Regions from separate parts of the Sus scrofa genome. Here all the other regions are linked to region 2. The links are chromatin contacts, called in public Hi-C and targeted proximity ligation maps. All regions are on one chromosome and are shown on one strand. The core of a region is the stretch at or near the end of the contact, and the rest is flanking DNA. Distances in the headings are between cores, read along the strand shown.

The links. Hi-C and Micro-C count contacts between places; a contact is called where the count stands out from the background.
Region 1: a contact with region 2 is called in a targeted proximity ligation map of alveolar macrophages. A contact is called at or near these places in 2 of 47 Hi-C or Micro-C datasets (alveolar macrophages and embryonic fibroblasts) and 2 of 2 datasets of targeted methods (alveolar macrophages and skeletal muscle).
Region 3: a contact with region 2 is called in a targeted proximity ligation map of skeletal muscle. A contact is called at or near these places in 1 of 5 promoter capture datasets (liver), 5 of 47 Hi-C or Micro-C datasets (blood, embryonic fibroblasts, fetal skeletal muscle and 1 more) and 2 of 2 datasets of targeted methods (alveolar macrophages and skeletal muscle).
Region 4: a Hi-C map of omental adipose tissue shows a contact between it and region 2, with 2.3 times the contacts expected there. A contact is called at or near these places in 2 of 5 promoter capture datasets (fetal liver and liver), 26 of 47 Hi-C or Micro-C datasets (alveolar macrophages, blood, brain and 16 more) and 2 of 2 datasets of targeted methods (alveolar macrophages and skeletal muscle).
Region 5: a targeted proximity ligation map of alveolar macrophages shows a contact between it and region 2. A contact is called at or near these places in 2 of 5 promoter capture datasets (fetal liver and liver), 25 of 47 Hi-C or Micro-C datasets (alveolar macrophages, blood, embryonic fibroblasts and 15 more) and 2 of 2 datasets of targeted methods (alveolar macrophages and skeletal muscle).

Annotation. Positions count from the first base shown.
Region 1 is chr3:98,062,141-98,064,840 of Sscrofa11.1, reverse strand. EML4 (echinoderm microtubule-associated protein-like 4) reads left to right here. Exons shown (of 23, transcript XM_021087581.1): 7 at 514-637; 8 at 2,138-2,287. Among named protein-coding and RNA genes, the nearest start is that of EML4, 92 kb to the left of the region's middle.
Region 2 is chr3:98,217,859-98,220,575 of Sscrofa11.1, reverse strand. No RefSeq gene overlaps it. Among named protein-coding and RNA genes, the nearest start is that of PKDCC, 49 kb to the left of the region's middle.
Region 3 is chr3:98,089,677-98,092,382 of Sscrofa11.1, reverse strand. All of the region lies in intron 2 of EML4 (echinoderm microtubule-associated protein-like 4), which reads left to right. Among named protein-coding and RNA genes, the nearest start is that of EML4, 65 kb to the left of the region's middle.
Region 4 is chr3:98,001,906-98,004,613 of Sscrofa11.1, reverse strand. No RefSeq gene overlaps it. Among named protein-coding and RNA genes, the nearest start is that of EML4, 150 kb to the left of the region's middle.
Region 5 is chr3:98,028,015-98,030,714 of Sscrofa11.1, reverse strand. All of the region lies in intron 17 of EML4 (echinoderm microtubule-associated protein-like 4), which reads left to right. Among named protein-coding and RNA genes, the nearest start is that of EML4, 130 kb to the left of the region's middle.

The sequences.
Region 1 (2,700 bases), core at 116-2,615, 160 kb after region 2:
CTTTATCCCCGTCCTGATTTATGAAGATGTCTGACCCCTCTTCGTGGTATATTCTGAGGCCATGTGTTTTGTGTCATTAAATGTCAGTAGGTTGATCAGGTAGCCTGGTGGACATGGTTGTTGTCTATCCTGATAATCTTCTTTTCATCTGTCATGGAAAGTTCCATCACAAAATGATTTTCATTTGCATTTTTCCACCTCAGCTTTCCTGGCCTTCTTGTTGAAATATTTACAGATAATTGATATTTTAATTATGAAATACAGATAATTTATATTTTAATTATGAAACTTAGAGATAATTTATATTTTAATTATGAAAATAGTTATTCTCAGGAAAGTGACCAATGGTTTTTCCTCCAGTATTTTGGTTAGTTCATTAGACAAAAGTAAGTATATGTAATGAGAATAGAACTATAGCTATTTTTTATCTTGTTTTATTGTATCACTTTAATAATCCACTTTTCTATGACGTTCAGCAAATACATATCATTTTTTTTCCTTGTGTTTCAACAGAAGGAGAATATATTAAAATGTTTATGCGAGGTCGGCCAATCACAATGTTCATTCCTTCTGATGTTGACAACTATGACGACATCAGAACAGAACTGCCTCCTGAGAAGCTCAAACTGGAGTGGGTGTATCCTTTCCTGTCATGACAGCAAATCTGTTTGCTTCGTCTTTAGTTTAAGAAATATTTGTTTACCTAACTTCTATCAAAATTGTCTCTATACCCAAAAAAGTAAATGTAATAAACATAGCAAGATACTTAAGAAAGTAAAGAGATGTCATCTGTAACTCTTTCATATATTAAATATATTTTGCTATTAGCAATTCAGAACTACCAAAATTAATATCAGATAGGGTAAACACTGTTCTGTGAACATGGAGGCAGGTACTTTCAGTGTGGTAGAAAAGGCATCAGACTAGAAAGACTGGTGTTCGAGTCTTGGCTCTCCCACTTAGCCCTGCTTCCTTCACTTAAAAAAGAGGTTAATAACCCTACCTCACAAGTCCATTATAAGAATTGAGTAAGAAAACGTCAGTTAAGCATCTTGTAACCTAGAAAGTAATGTGAATTGTTTTATTAAGAGTTCAGATTAGCAAGTGGATTCTAATTCCAGAATTAACTTCCTTACCACCAAACTTTAAAAAAAAAAAATGAGTATATAAAACAGTATATAAAACAGAGCTCTCTTAATTTCACTTAGAAAGTCTTACTTTTCTTAGAACCTCTGAGAAACTCAGTTAAGTAGAAGGAAGCTAATAGTTTGAACTCTGCTCTTTGCCTCCAATCTCTTAAATCTACTTCCCCTACCCTTTGAATCATTCCCTCCTTTTGACAGAAATTAGCTTAAGAAAACTCACCAATCCTGTGATTCTTTTTGCACAACTTTTTAGCGGACACTGCCAGGATGAGACAATGCCTGGCTGTCTCTTATTCATCATTTAGGGCAAGAATAAATGTCACTTTTTCAGATTGCTCTTTTGATCTCTATCTCTTCATTTTTCTTTCCTCAGATAGCTCTTTTGATATCTTTGTTTCCATTTTTTTGTTTTAAAAATTAGTTTTGGGGGTGTTTTTGTTTTTGTTTTGTTGTTTGTTTTGGGGGGGTGGTTTTGGGCCGTGCCTGAGGCATGCAGAAGTTCCTGGGCCAGATATCGAACCTGTGCCACAACAGTGACAAAGCCAGGTCCTTAACCTGTTAGGCCATCAGGGAACTCCTTCTCCCTCCATTTAAATTATATCCTCCTTTTATGCTTTCTCCTAGCATCCTGTTGTTTTTCTTCCAATAATTTCTAATGATATATTTGGGTTAATTTTTGTCACCTTTGCAAAAGCTTTAACTCCAGGGACATGGACCCTACATTTGTTTTGTTCAGAACTCTGTGTTCATTTCTGTGCCTGACACACATTAGGAGCTCAAGATATGTTTATTTGTTGAATGCAGAAACTAAGATTGAAGCATATTAAAAGTCTCAAGTTTACACAAGGGCTAGTGGCAGGACATGAGTTTTCTAGTTCCAGTCTGGTCCTTTTCCTTATACCTTCCTATTTTCCCTCAGTATCCATGAAAAATTTGTTCATTTATCACTTTGAAAAGTATGTTGATTAAAAACCTTGACTCTTTCTTTTAAGATATGGTTATCGTGGAAAGGACTGTCGGGCTAATGTTTACCTTCTTCCTACTGGGGAAATTGTTTATTTCATAGCATCAGTAGTAGTACTATTTAATTATGAGGAGAGAACTCAACGACACTACCTGGGTCATACAGACTGTGTGAAATGGTTGGTATCCTCTTAACATTTGTTCATTTTTTAATTTCATGTTCTTACTTGTGTATTTTTTTAAATATGGGTTTTTATTAAAAATGGTTTCTTAAGGAAAACTCAGAACATAAGGATATTATGGGCATTGTTAAGAATATGTTTTAAAAGAAAGAAAAGACTTAAAGGTCTCCAAAATGGTTGATGTGGTATTTGCAGCAGTAAAACATAGCACCTATAAATCTCAGTTGGGACTTCTTCTGTTTTCTGTGATCTTTTATAGTCTTTTCCTCTGGCCTATAACACCAAATACATGTGGGCCAGACTAGTCAGTGATTATTGGTTTCTAAATATTTAATGAGGGTTTACTTTATTAGATAAATTTTGGAAGTGAGGATTTTGGGCAGTGGAGGAAGAAATCATGGCTGAATAGG
Region 2 (2,717 bases), core at 191-2,690:
TCCACCCTCCTCCCCTCAGCTCCCCCGCCCCCCACCCCAGGCCTGCCTGAGGAGAGGCAAGTGCATTAAGACAGGCCTGCCTCTGGCCTCCTAATACCTGCCAGGGCCTTGCAGGAGAGTCCCTCCCCAGGTTTAGGTCTGGCTACTCAGAAGCCCCTAGAGAGGGTGGAAGTTTAAGCTGATAACTTGGGACTCAGAGATGTGGATCAGTTTGAGAAACCATGACGCTGCCCTGTTCCAACCTGAAACAGAAGGGAGGGCAGGGTGGGGAGCAGACATAGCCAGCGCCATCCTGGTCCCAGGGCACCACCCTCTGTGACCCAGTCCCATTCGGAATGGGTGGACAGCCGCACTTCTGGAATCAGACCCTCCTGAGCCCTCTGTGGAGAAAGGAGGTGGGCCAGGGTGGGAAGTATGTGGAGGTGGGGGAAGGTAGGAGCGGGAAAAGGGCGTTTATCACTCAAGCAAACTCAGAGCCTAAAACCAGGGAAAGAGCGTGAGAATGGGCCCTGGGATTAAGGTTAGGATCAAGGTGTGACGGTCAAAGCGGTCTCGGGGAAGTAATAGTACAGGGCGCTCTGGCCTGGACTTGCCTTGGGGTGGGAGGCGAGAAAGGCCGGACAGGCGTAGACAAGTGCGTTCTCTGCGTCTGCCGGAAGCAAAGGCTTTCTAGCAGGATCTCCATTTGCTCTGCTTTTCCTTTGGTCTCTGCTTCTGTTTGTACTGTGCTGCCCAATTCTCATTCATTCACTTAACAAACATTTAAATAGCCTAGAACATTTGGAGATATCCGTGGCCAGGGCTTTCCAAAAAGCGTAGGCTGGACCTTGCAGAGGCCTCACTGCCTGGAGCAGCAGGCTCCCGCTCTGCGGCGCCGCTCGCGTGCTGCGTGCTGCGCGTGTAGTGCAGCCCCAGAGCCTGCGGCCTGATGCCAGATCAGCGGGGAGGGGGCAGGACCTCTCCCCCAGATGGGCAGCCCAGATAACCTGAGCCACAGACAGGTTAAGGGGGCAGGAGACTTGGGCAGGACGCGGGAGTCTCTGCCGGGGACGAGCCTACGCCCTTTCACGTGCCCTGGGAGCTCCGATGCTGGCAGTGAGTGGCGGCGGCGCTCCCAAGGGAGGACTCCCTCTCCGTGCCCGAGGCTGGGAGCCCGGGCAGCCCTGGCCAGCGCCCCGCCCGCCCCGAGGCCCGAGCGAGGCGCCGCGGGAGGAATTCCAGCCATTTCCTCTGCGCCGCGCGGTATGTGGCCTGCTCGCTGCCCGACCGCAGCGCGGCCCGGAGGTGGGGGCCGGCGGCGCGGGCCAGTCACCAGCCGTGTCTGGCAGCTGCCTCAGCCTCGCCGTCCTGCTCCGGATCCCCGGCCGGCCACCTCTCGTCCCGGGCCACCAAACCAGCCGTTGGCTTGCAGCGGCCCCGGGCTTGCGCGGTGTCCCTGGGCCCCAGCTCCTCCTCGCTCGGCTGCCGCCACCGCCGGAACTGCTCCGGCCCCGCGCCCGCCCTCTCTTCTCCGTGGTCCCAGCCGCCGCGACCCCCTGCGGGTCCCCAGAATCAGAGTTTGAAACTGACGGTGGCCCTTGCTACGTCACCTTGGGGCACATCCCTTAGCCTTTCTAAGCCTCAGTTTCTCCACCTGTGAAATGGTCACCCTAACAATAATGCCGCCTCATTTGTGCCGCCCTGAGGTTAAAAGAGAAGAGTAATGTCAATGATGTTTTCGATTCTCTGGGTATCTGCGGCTGCCATCGTTAACTTTCCTGGATCTTCGGCCCAGCCTGCCCAGGGCCTCTACACCAGTATAAGTGGCGGTGGAGTCGTCAGGGCAGCTTTAGGGGTAGGCACAGTGGATGGCTGCCTCAAGGACCGGCGTTGGACTCTTCCTCGGGACTCTTTGCCCTCTAGGTCCTTGAAAAGCCCAAAGGACAGTTATTTCATTTTTTTAGATGATGTCATCGCAGTCTGAGAGCAACCAGGCATGTAGTGATTAGGAGAAGTTGAGGGTGCGGACCTAGATGGTGGGGCCGCAGACTTGGACTCTCCGTGCTGGTCTGAACAGAGGATGGGCCACCACGTGCTCTCTGGGCTCCTCTTTCAAAGTGAGATTCCCCAAGGAGAGCGAACATTCTTCCAGCCTTTAACTCTTTGGAGGAACAGCGGGAAAGGGAAAGCCAGAGCCGCCTGGAGACTGGCAGGGTGGGATCCACTTCCCCCGCCGCCCACACCTGCCTCACCCACGCCCACGGCTGCGGTAAATGCAACACTAGGTGGGGCTGGAAAGCCCCGGGTTTCACCGCCGACTGCTTTGCAGACGCAGCACAGCAGCGCCGCTCTGCCTTGGTGTTCCCCCAGATGGCCCCTTGTTTTGATTTTGTAACTTCCCTTCCAGCTAGAGAGTCCCAAGGCCGAGAATTGGCCCTTGCAGCAAAATGTGCCCGCCTCGTTCCCCACACACGCTGCAGCCGCAGACCGTACAAATCCAGGTGGAGACAGGTCTAGAAACACAGGTGCTATAAATATCCCAGGCCAGCAGGGAGACCCCGCTCTCAGGCAGCCCCTCCCCACTCAGCCTCCCCAGAGCCCAGCACTTCCGGCCACCGCTGCGCTGCGGGCTGCTCTCCCCGAAGTGGGAGGGGTAGGCTTCTTCTGTATCAGAGGCCTGGCTTCTCTTTCCTCTCCCAAGACCCCCTGAGTGCCTAGGCTGAGGGTTTTCTCTCTAC
Region 3 (2,706 bases), core at 178-2,677, 130 kb after region 2:
TAGGGAGATACTAAGTTCCTTTCCATTAATTCTACATCCTAAGTTTGCTTTGACTGGTGTTCTTATAATATGCTGATGTGGTTCACATTTTGAAATGAACTCTACTAGTGATTATTCTTTAAGTTACTCTTTTACAGTAGACACCAGCTTTGAACTACTGGCTATAAAATGGATCGATGATGGAAGGATTGATTATATAATACTTCGGAGAAATATTATTTGAGAAATGAGCATAACTCATTAAGAATTACTCTATCATTAGTGAAAAAATTTCCCTGTTTTCTATTCTTGATATTAAAACATTGAGAAGTACATTTTAAAAGTTTCATTAATTTTATTATTGGTAATTCTAAACAGCTTTATCTTGAAGTTTATATATGGTTTACTACAGAAAGTAACTGGAAAAGAAATAAGTGAAACTTCACTATTGTCATTTTTATATAACCTAAAAAAAGATCAAATATCAGTTTTGACATTAAATAGGAGTAATATATTAATGATATAAATATTTGGAATAAACATTTTAAGCAAAGTACTTTCTAACCAAGGAAAACTTTTTTAAAAAGAAATTATTTTGTAGGGATTTTGTATTTTTCTTTCACTTAATAAGTAAAGAATCTGAAATTAACGTTATGTCAGTTATACCTCAGTTAAAAGAATTAAGTCATTTCTGATACTATAAGAAAGTTTTGTATGTGAATTTCTTAGTCCCCTGTGAAATTAGAATTTGTAGTATTCAGTCTCGCATAAATTACTGACAGGACAATAATCACTACCATCTTCATAAAATATTTAGCATTTTTAGAGGATTTTTCTTTAGAGGCAAGACTATAAACCATGGATAAGTAGGTGGAACCCTTTTATAAAGCTGTAGTTAAAAGTATAGGTCAGCTTCCTCATTGATGAAGACATCTATTACATGGTTGTGCTAGATAGTGGTGATATGGAAACATGACTTGACTTCAGGTATCACTAAAACTAAATGTGTTTGCTAATGGTTTAATGACAGTCTATGTCATTTCATGGTAGTATTGCCATTCAGTAAATGCCAAAATCAAAAACACACCTAACTAGTCATTTCAGTATTTTTAGTTCTGTTCTTTTAGTTTATCCTTTCCAGTGTGCCAGCAGTATTAAAAGCTAATCTCCATTTTTTTTCTTGAATATATTATATCAGACACAAGGTAGAAAGTTTTCCCAGTAGTTTTAGAGGTGGCCAGTCATTTAAATTTCTCATATACCTTCTCTTCTGTTGGAGAATTCTTTCCTTTTGACGGCATATGTTCATAATATATACACCAGTTACAGCTGAATCCCTGCCAAAAGGAAAAAAAAAAATTACCTGTACTTTGGAGCAGAAGGGAAGGTCCAGGGAACACTCTGGCAGTTTTAACTGCCAGGAAGACAAATTATGTCACAGCTGGTGCCTGGGAAACCCATTAAGACCTCTTGGGGTGACCAAATGAATGTAATTTGAGAATACAGCCTACTGGCAATATGTGAAGACAAGCTGTTAGTACACAATGGTATAAAAGCACAGGAGTCAAATTATCTGAAGGTGGGAAACAGTCATTTTTTTAAACCAGGAAACTGCTGGTAAACCAGAAATATCAAGCATTGTAACTGCCACTTGAGAAATGAGAGGACCCAGAGGCAAAATTGAAATTTAAAGGATATCATTTCTCCCAAAAAACACATTGCTAATTATGTAGACTCTGGGATAGTGTGCAGGCACAGATCTGCATCATTTGGCTCTTGCTCCAGATAACATTTATGACAAGAGAGGGATTCTCATGAGTTTGCTGTAAACGTTGTTGATAAGTAAATTACATTAATCAGTTAGAAGGTGTGAATTTCCTTGGTGGGGCCTTGGGCTAAAATGATTCATAATTGTGGTAGGGGATAGGATAGTGTCTTATTATTTTGACAGCATATCAAAGACTTCTGAGCTGCTCTTTGTATATGAAAATAACTGGGCAGACATTGCCTCAGACCAGGCAGCACAGAGCTCCATTCCTCTATGAGAGTCAAATGCTCTTTGGTCATTTCTGCTCAAAAGATACTTTAAAAGAATGAGCGGTTAAGGGAACTAAAGTACACATTCCTGTGAGACAAAAGGAAAGGAGAAAAGTACAGATGAAATTCCAAATGGAAAAGATAAAATTTGATGAAGTACATGTAGTGCTCCATTTTTTTTCAAAGAATGAAGCAAAGTAACTGACATTGCAAAAGGTAGCAGGGAGCTTGAAAATGCGGAGAGAGTGGAAGAGATATACAGTTGGAGCTGTGGGGCATATGATAGGGAATCTGAGATAAAGAAAAAGATTTTGAGTAAAGTTCTTCCTTCATGGATCGTTTTTATCCTTCTGATCAAAAGTTTTTCATCCTTTAAGGTCTCAAATTAATTCCTGAAATTGATCTATGTTTTGTCTCTTCTTGAAGCTGTTTTAAAATTTCATTACGGGTCTCTTTTGGTGTATGTATGTGTATGTAATTTTGCTTCTGCTGGATTATAAACTATCTATAAACAATTTCTTACTAACATAACTAGCCTTGGGATGACTCAGTAAATTTAAATTAAATTTAAAATTAAATGTGGAAAGAAGAAACTTATAGAAACAAAGTTATTTTTTAAATTGCTCTTTGGATGGAGGGATTGGGACAGATGCAAGAATAAGAAGATATTACAGGTAAGAGTAGCAAGAT
Region 4 (2,708 bases), core at 19-2,518, 220 kb after region 2:
AGGACCACAGAAGAAGTCAGGCATTTTTCCCAAAAACTGGGTGCAACCCTTTGTAAGGGACAGCTCCTGCTCTCCTCAGGGACTCAGGTAATGCTACACCTTTTGTGCTAATCAGTTCACCTTCTCCAAAGGAAACCTGCATTTCTACTTCACCCTCATTAGTAGATCCCTACAAAAATAACCTCTGATCTAAAAGACAGCGAAAGAACTAAAAGAGAAATAATCCCAAAAGAAAGTTTCAGTGTCTCCTCTAGAGACGTCAGTGTGTTTCATTTCTGTATCCACGGGCGACATCCTCAGGAGACCATAGCTTGCTGAACTGAACACATTTGTGGGTTTTGTTTTAATGTTACCAATTCAGAGATCTGGCAGACAAGCTTGAGAGGACCACTTCTCTATCTCAAAGGACAAAAACAAGAAATGGATGACAAATAACCCGAGTGGTTCAATGATTAAAATACGACACATCCAGGAGTTTCTGTGTGGCTCAGCAGGTTAAAAGGATCCCGAGTCACTACTGTGGCTCAGATTGTTGCTGAGGCATGAGTTTGATCCCTGGCCCGGGAACATCCACATGCTGTGGGCATGGCCAAAAATAAAATATGGCACATCCATAGAATTAAATGCTATATAATGGCAAGAGCTAACACTTAATGTAACACTGAAGTGCTTTCCATGTACTAACTCGTTCAATTCTTTCAACAGTCCTAAATTTATCTCCATTTTACAGATAAGGAAACCTACAGATGAGAAGCCAAGCAGCAAGTCCTTCCGCCCTGGGGCCAGCCCTGTGCTTTACTGGAGGTGCTTGCTGCACAACAATAATTGAGTGATTATTACTAACAAGAAAGAAACAGGTTAAAGTGGTAGGAAGGATCTGAGACTGGTATATAGAAGAACGACAGAAAGTCGTAGGCTTTGCAAAAGGCGCCTCTGGGCTCTGAGGGACTCTTCTCATCCCCCAACAGCTGGAGCACGGGGCAGAGTTTCCAGGCTGTGCTGGGACACCTGCCCTCTGCCCTTGCTGCCTTTCTTGGCTCCTATGCCCTCAGTTCCTGATGTTCAGTTTAAACCTATGGAGTGTGGAGACACTGCTCCCTTGTTTTCCAACCTTTGAGCAATTTCCATTTCACTGAAAAAGCAGTGTAGCAACTTTGCACTGCGCTGGTCAAGTGCTGCTTCCCCCTTAGTCCTCCGGCCTGGTGCGGCCACGGGGCTTTGATCTTGCCTCTCCTCTCCCTCAGCAATGTAAACATCAGTCCTGAAAATAGATTTTCCTAGGGAGCCGCCCAGAAACAGAGATGAATGTGCATAACTGCTGGCACTGAGGACTCCACATATCAGTGGGATTACACCCACTGATTTCAACTCCTGGCAAACTTCACTTTTGCAGGATCGCACTAAAGGAGCGAGAAACAACGTGAGTGCTGGAAGAAAGGGCCCTAGCAAGGAAAAATAACTTCTTAATAAGTGAAGCCCTCAGGTTTCCCTTGTGGCACAGGGAGTTAAGGACCCGCCCTTGTCACTGCAGTGGCTCGCCATCACTGCTACTGCGCAGGCTTAGTCCCTGGCCCGGGAACTTCCACATGCCTTGGGCATGACCAAAAAAATAGGAGTTTCCATTGTGGCTCAGTGGAAACAAACCCAACTAGTATCCATGAGGATACAGGTTCAATTCCTGGCCTCGCTGAGTGGCTTAAGGATCCACTGTTGCTGTGAGCTGTGGTGTAGGTCGCAGATGCAGCTCGGGTTTGACCCCTAGTCTGGGAACCTCATGTGCCATGAGTGTGGCCCTAAAACAGCAAAAAAAAAAAAAAAAAAGATGTAGAAACTCCCTCTTTATGCTTTTAAAGGGAATAAACAAAAGTTTTTAATAAAAGTTCTGTCCTTGTGCACTTGAGGTCCTCCATCTACGATCAAATAGAACACTGCTGACGTGAAACGGTGCCATCCGGCCCCACAGTGCCTGCAGGAGAATTCCTAGCAGAGTGTGGGCCTGGAGGAGCCCCAGGCGAGGCCGGGACACTGCTGGTCAGAGGTGTGGCTGTAAAGCTGGGCTCTGGGAGCACAGAAGCTTCCCAGAGAGGCAGCCGATGCCTAGCTCTGCCCAGGGAGGGGTCCTACGCTTCACTGGGTCTGGGAGCTCTGCACCCCCTCTCCCTCCTCCGGGGTCCCCACTGGCTTCCCTTCTGCTGACTGGAGGGTCACTGGTGCTCACGCCCTTTTTTGGAAATGTCCTCTGAAGCTGCGCCATGGCTGCCTTCCCTCAGGTGTTCGGGCTGCATCACCTCCCCTTACTCAGAATTAATAAAGTGACAAGAAAAAGCATTCCACTCTTTAGCAGACCCTGGTGAAACTGCTGCAGAACGAGAGGAGGTATCAGGCCTTCTCCTGTGAGAGTGACGGCCCCCTGGTTTCACCGGCAGACCCATTTCCATGGGGCTCACTGTTTGCTGCCCATGAATATCTCAGCACCGAATCATTAGCAGGAGTGTTTGCCAGGCCTTGACATCTCCACTTAGAAGATGAATTCATTCTGAGCTGAGCCAAGAGCCCCTTCTGTCTTGGAAGAATGTGTTAGGGTTCAAAGCCTCACAGGGCCCTGGAGCACCAGTGAGATCTCACCCCAGTCCCACTCGAGGGTGGGTCAGCCCTTCTGCGGGGCCAAGTGAAGAATGTGACATAGGCTGTGATCAACAAGGCATTTC
Region 5 (2,700 bases), core at 150-2,649, 190 kb after region 2:
TGGCATTGCCATGAGCAGTGGTGTAGGTCACAGGCGCAGCTCAGATCCTGCGTTGCTGTGGCTCTGGCGTAGGGTGATGGCTACAGCTCTGACTGGACCCCTAGCCTGGGAACCTCCATATGCCTCAGGTGTGGCCCTAAAAAAAAAGACAAAAACACACACACAAAAAAAGAATATATTACTACTGTAACTTCTGAGGGAAAAAATTAAATGCATGGACCTAAGAGGACATGGTACTTCCTTGACATTGCTAATCCTCATAGTAAGGATTCTTTTTAGCAGCATTATTGAGATATCATTCATATAACCATAAAATTCACCCATTTAATGTATATTATTCAGGAGCTCCTTAGTGACTCAGCACATTATGGAATCCAGTGTTGTCACTGCTGTGGCTCAGTTCGCCTCTGTGGCACCAGTTCAATCCCTGGCTCTGGAATTTCTGTGTGCCGCAGGCAGGCGCAGCCAAAATACACACACACACACACACACACACACACACACACACACTCTTCATTAGGTTTTAGGAAGGTCACAGGATTGTGCAACTTTCATCACAAGCTAATTTCAGAACATTTTCATTAACCCAAAAAAGAAATCCTATACCCATTAGCCTTCACTCCTCCTCACCCCCACCTACTTCCAGATCTACTTTTCTGTTTCTATGGGTTTGCCAATTCCAGACATTTCATATAGAGTCATATTATACATTGTCATTTGTTTCTAATTTCTTTCACTTAATCTTTCAAAGGTTCATCCCTGTTGTACAGAATATATAAGTATTTCATCCCTATTGTCAGCAAATATTCCATTATATGAATATACCTCCTTCATCACTTGGTGACCATTTGAGTTATTTCCACTTTTTGACCACTGGGAGTAATGCTGCTGTGAGCAGTCATACATACGTTTTTGTGTAGACATATGTTTTCCACTCTCTTAGGTATATACCAAGGAGTAAAGTTGCTGATAACTCTGTGTTTAACATTTTGAAGAGCTTCCAGGTTGTTTCCCACAATAGCTACACCATTTTACAATTCCACTAGTAAAGTATGGAGGTTCCAATTTCTCCACATCCTTGTCAACACTTGTCATTGACTTTGTTTTCATTTTAGCCAACCTAGTGAAGTGCTTTTTCATTGTGTGTGTGTGTGTGTGTGTTTTCCAGCTTCCCCCTCAGCATATGGAAGTTTTCAGGCCAGGGATTGGATCTATAGCTACAACCTATGGCACAGCTGTGGCAACACTGAATCCTTAAGTGACTGTGCCGGGCCATGGATTCAACCTGCGCCCCCACAGCAACTCCAGCCACTGCAGTCGGATTCTTAACCCATTGCACTACAGCAGGAACTCCTTTGTGGTTTTGATACGTATTTCTTTGATGGCTAATGATGTTGAATGTCTTTTCCATGTGTTTACCAACCACTTGTGTAACCTCTTTAGAGAAGTGTCTACTCATATCCTGTGCCTGTCTTTGAATTGATTTGTGTTTTTATTGTTGAGTTATAAGCGTTCTTTATATATTCTGGATATAGTACCTTATCAGATATATGAGTTGCAAGTATGTTCTCTCATTCCAATGGTTGTCTTTTCCCTTTATGTTTACATTTATTTCACAAAAGCTTCAAAATTTTATATAGTCCCATTTATCTATTCTTTCTCTTGTCTCTTGGTCATAAAGATTTACCTCTGTATTTTCTTCTAAGAATTTTATAGTTTTAGCTCTTATCTTTAGGTCTGTGATTCATCTTGCATTATTAATCTTTGTATATGATGTGAGGTAGATATCCAACTTCATTCTCTTGGGTGTGAATATCCAGTCATTGAAAAGAATGTTATTCCCCAGTGCAGGATATTGACACCCTTGTTGAAAATCTGTTGACCATAAACGTATGGGTTTCTATCTGGACTCTCAGTTATAGCCCATTGATGTATATGTCTATCCTGTGCCAGTACCACAATCTTCATTATTGTAGTTTTGCAGTAAGTTTTGAAATTGGGAAGTATGAGTCCTACAACTTTTTTCTTTTTCAAGGTAGTTTAGCTATTCAGGATCCATTGATTTTCCACATGAGTTTTAAGATCAGCTTGTCAGTTTCTGCAGAGAAGCCAGCTGGCATTTTGATAAGAATTGTTTTGTTTTGTTTTGTTTTTTCCTTTATGGATCAGTTTGGGGAACGTCACTATTTTAATATGGTCTTCTAATTTATGAACAGCTCTTTATTTATTTAAATCTAGAATTTTTTCAAAGATGTTTTTTAGTTTTTAGGGTACAAATTTGCGCCTTGTTAAGTTTGTACCTAAGTATCTCTGATGCCATTTTAAATGAAATTGTTTTCTCAATTTCATTTTCAGAATATTCATTGCTAGTATATATAAATACATTGCTCTTGGATCCTGCACCTCTGAACTCATTTCTTAGTTTTAATAGTTTTTAATGGATTCCTCAGGATTTTCTACATATAAGACTATGCACCCTGTAAAACTCTTCTTTCTTTCTAATCTGAATTGTTTTTCATTTTCTTGACTGATTGTTTTGACTAGAATCTCTTGTACAGTTTTGAATAGATGTGGCAAGAGTGGTCATCCTGATCTTGTTCTCTATTTTATATGTTACTCGATTCAGTTTGTTAGGATTTTGTTGAAGATTCTTTTCATCTATATTGATAAGGGAAGTTGGTCTGTAGTTTTCTTGTTTTG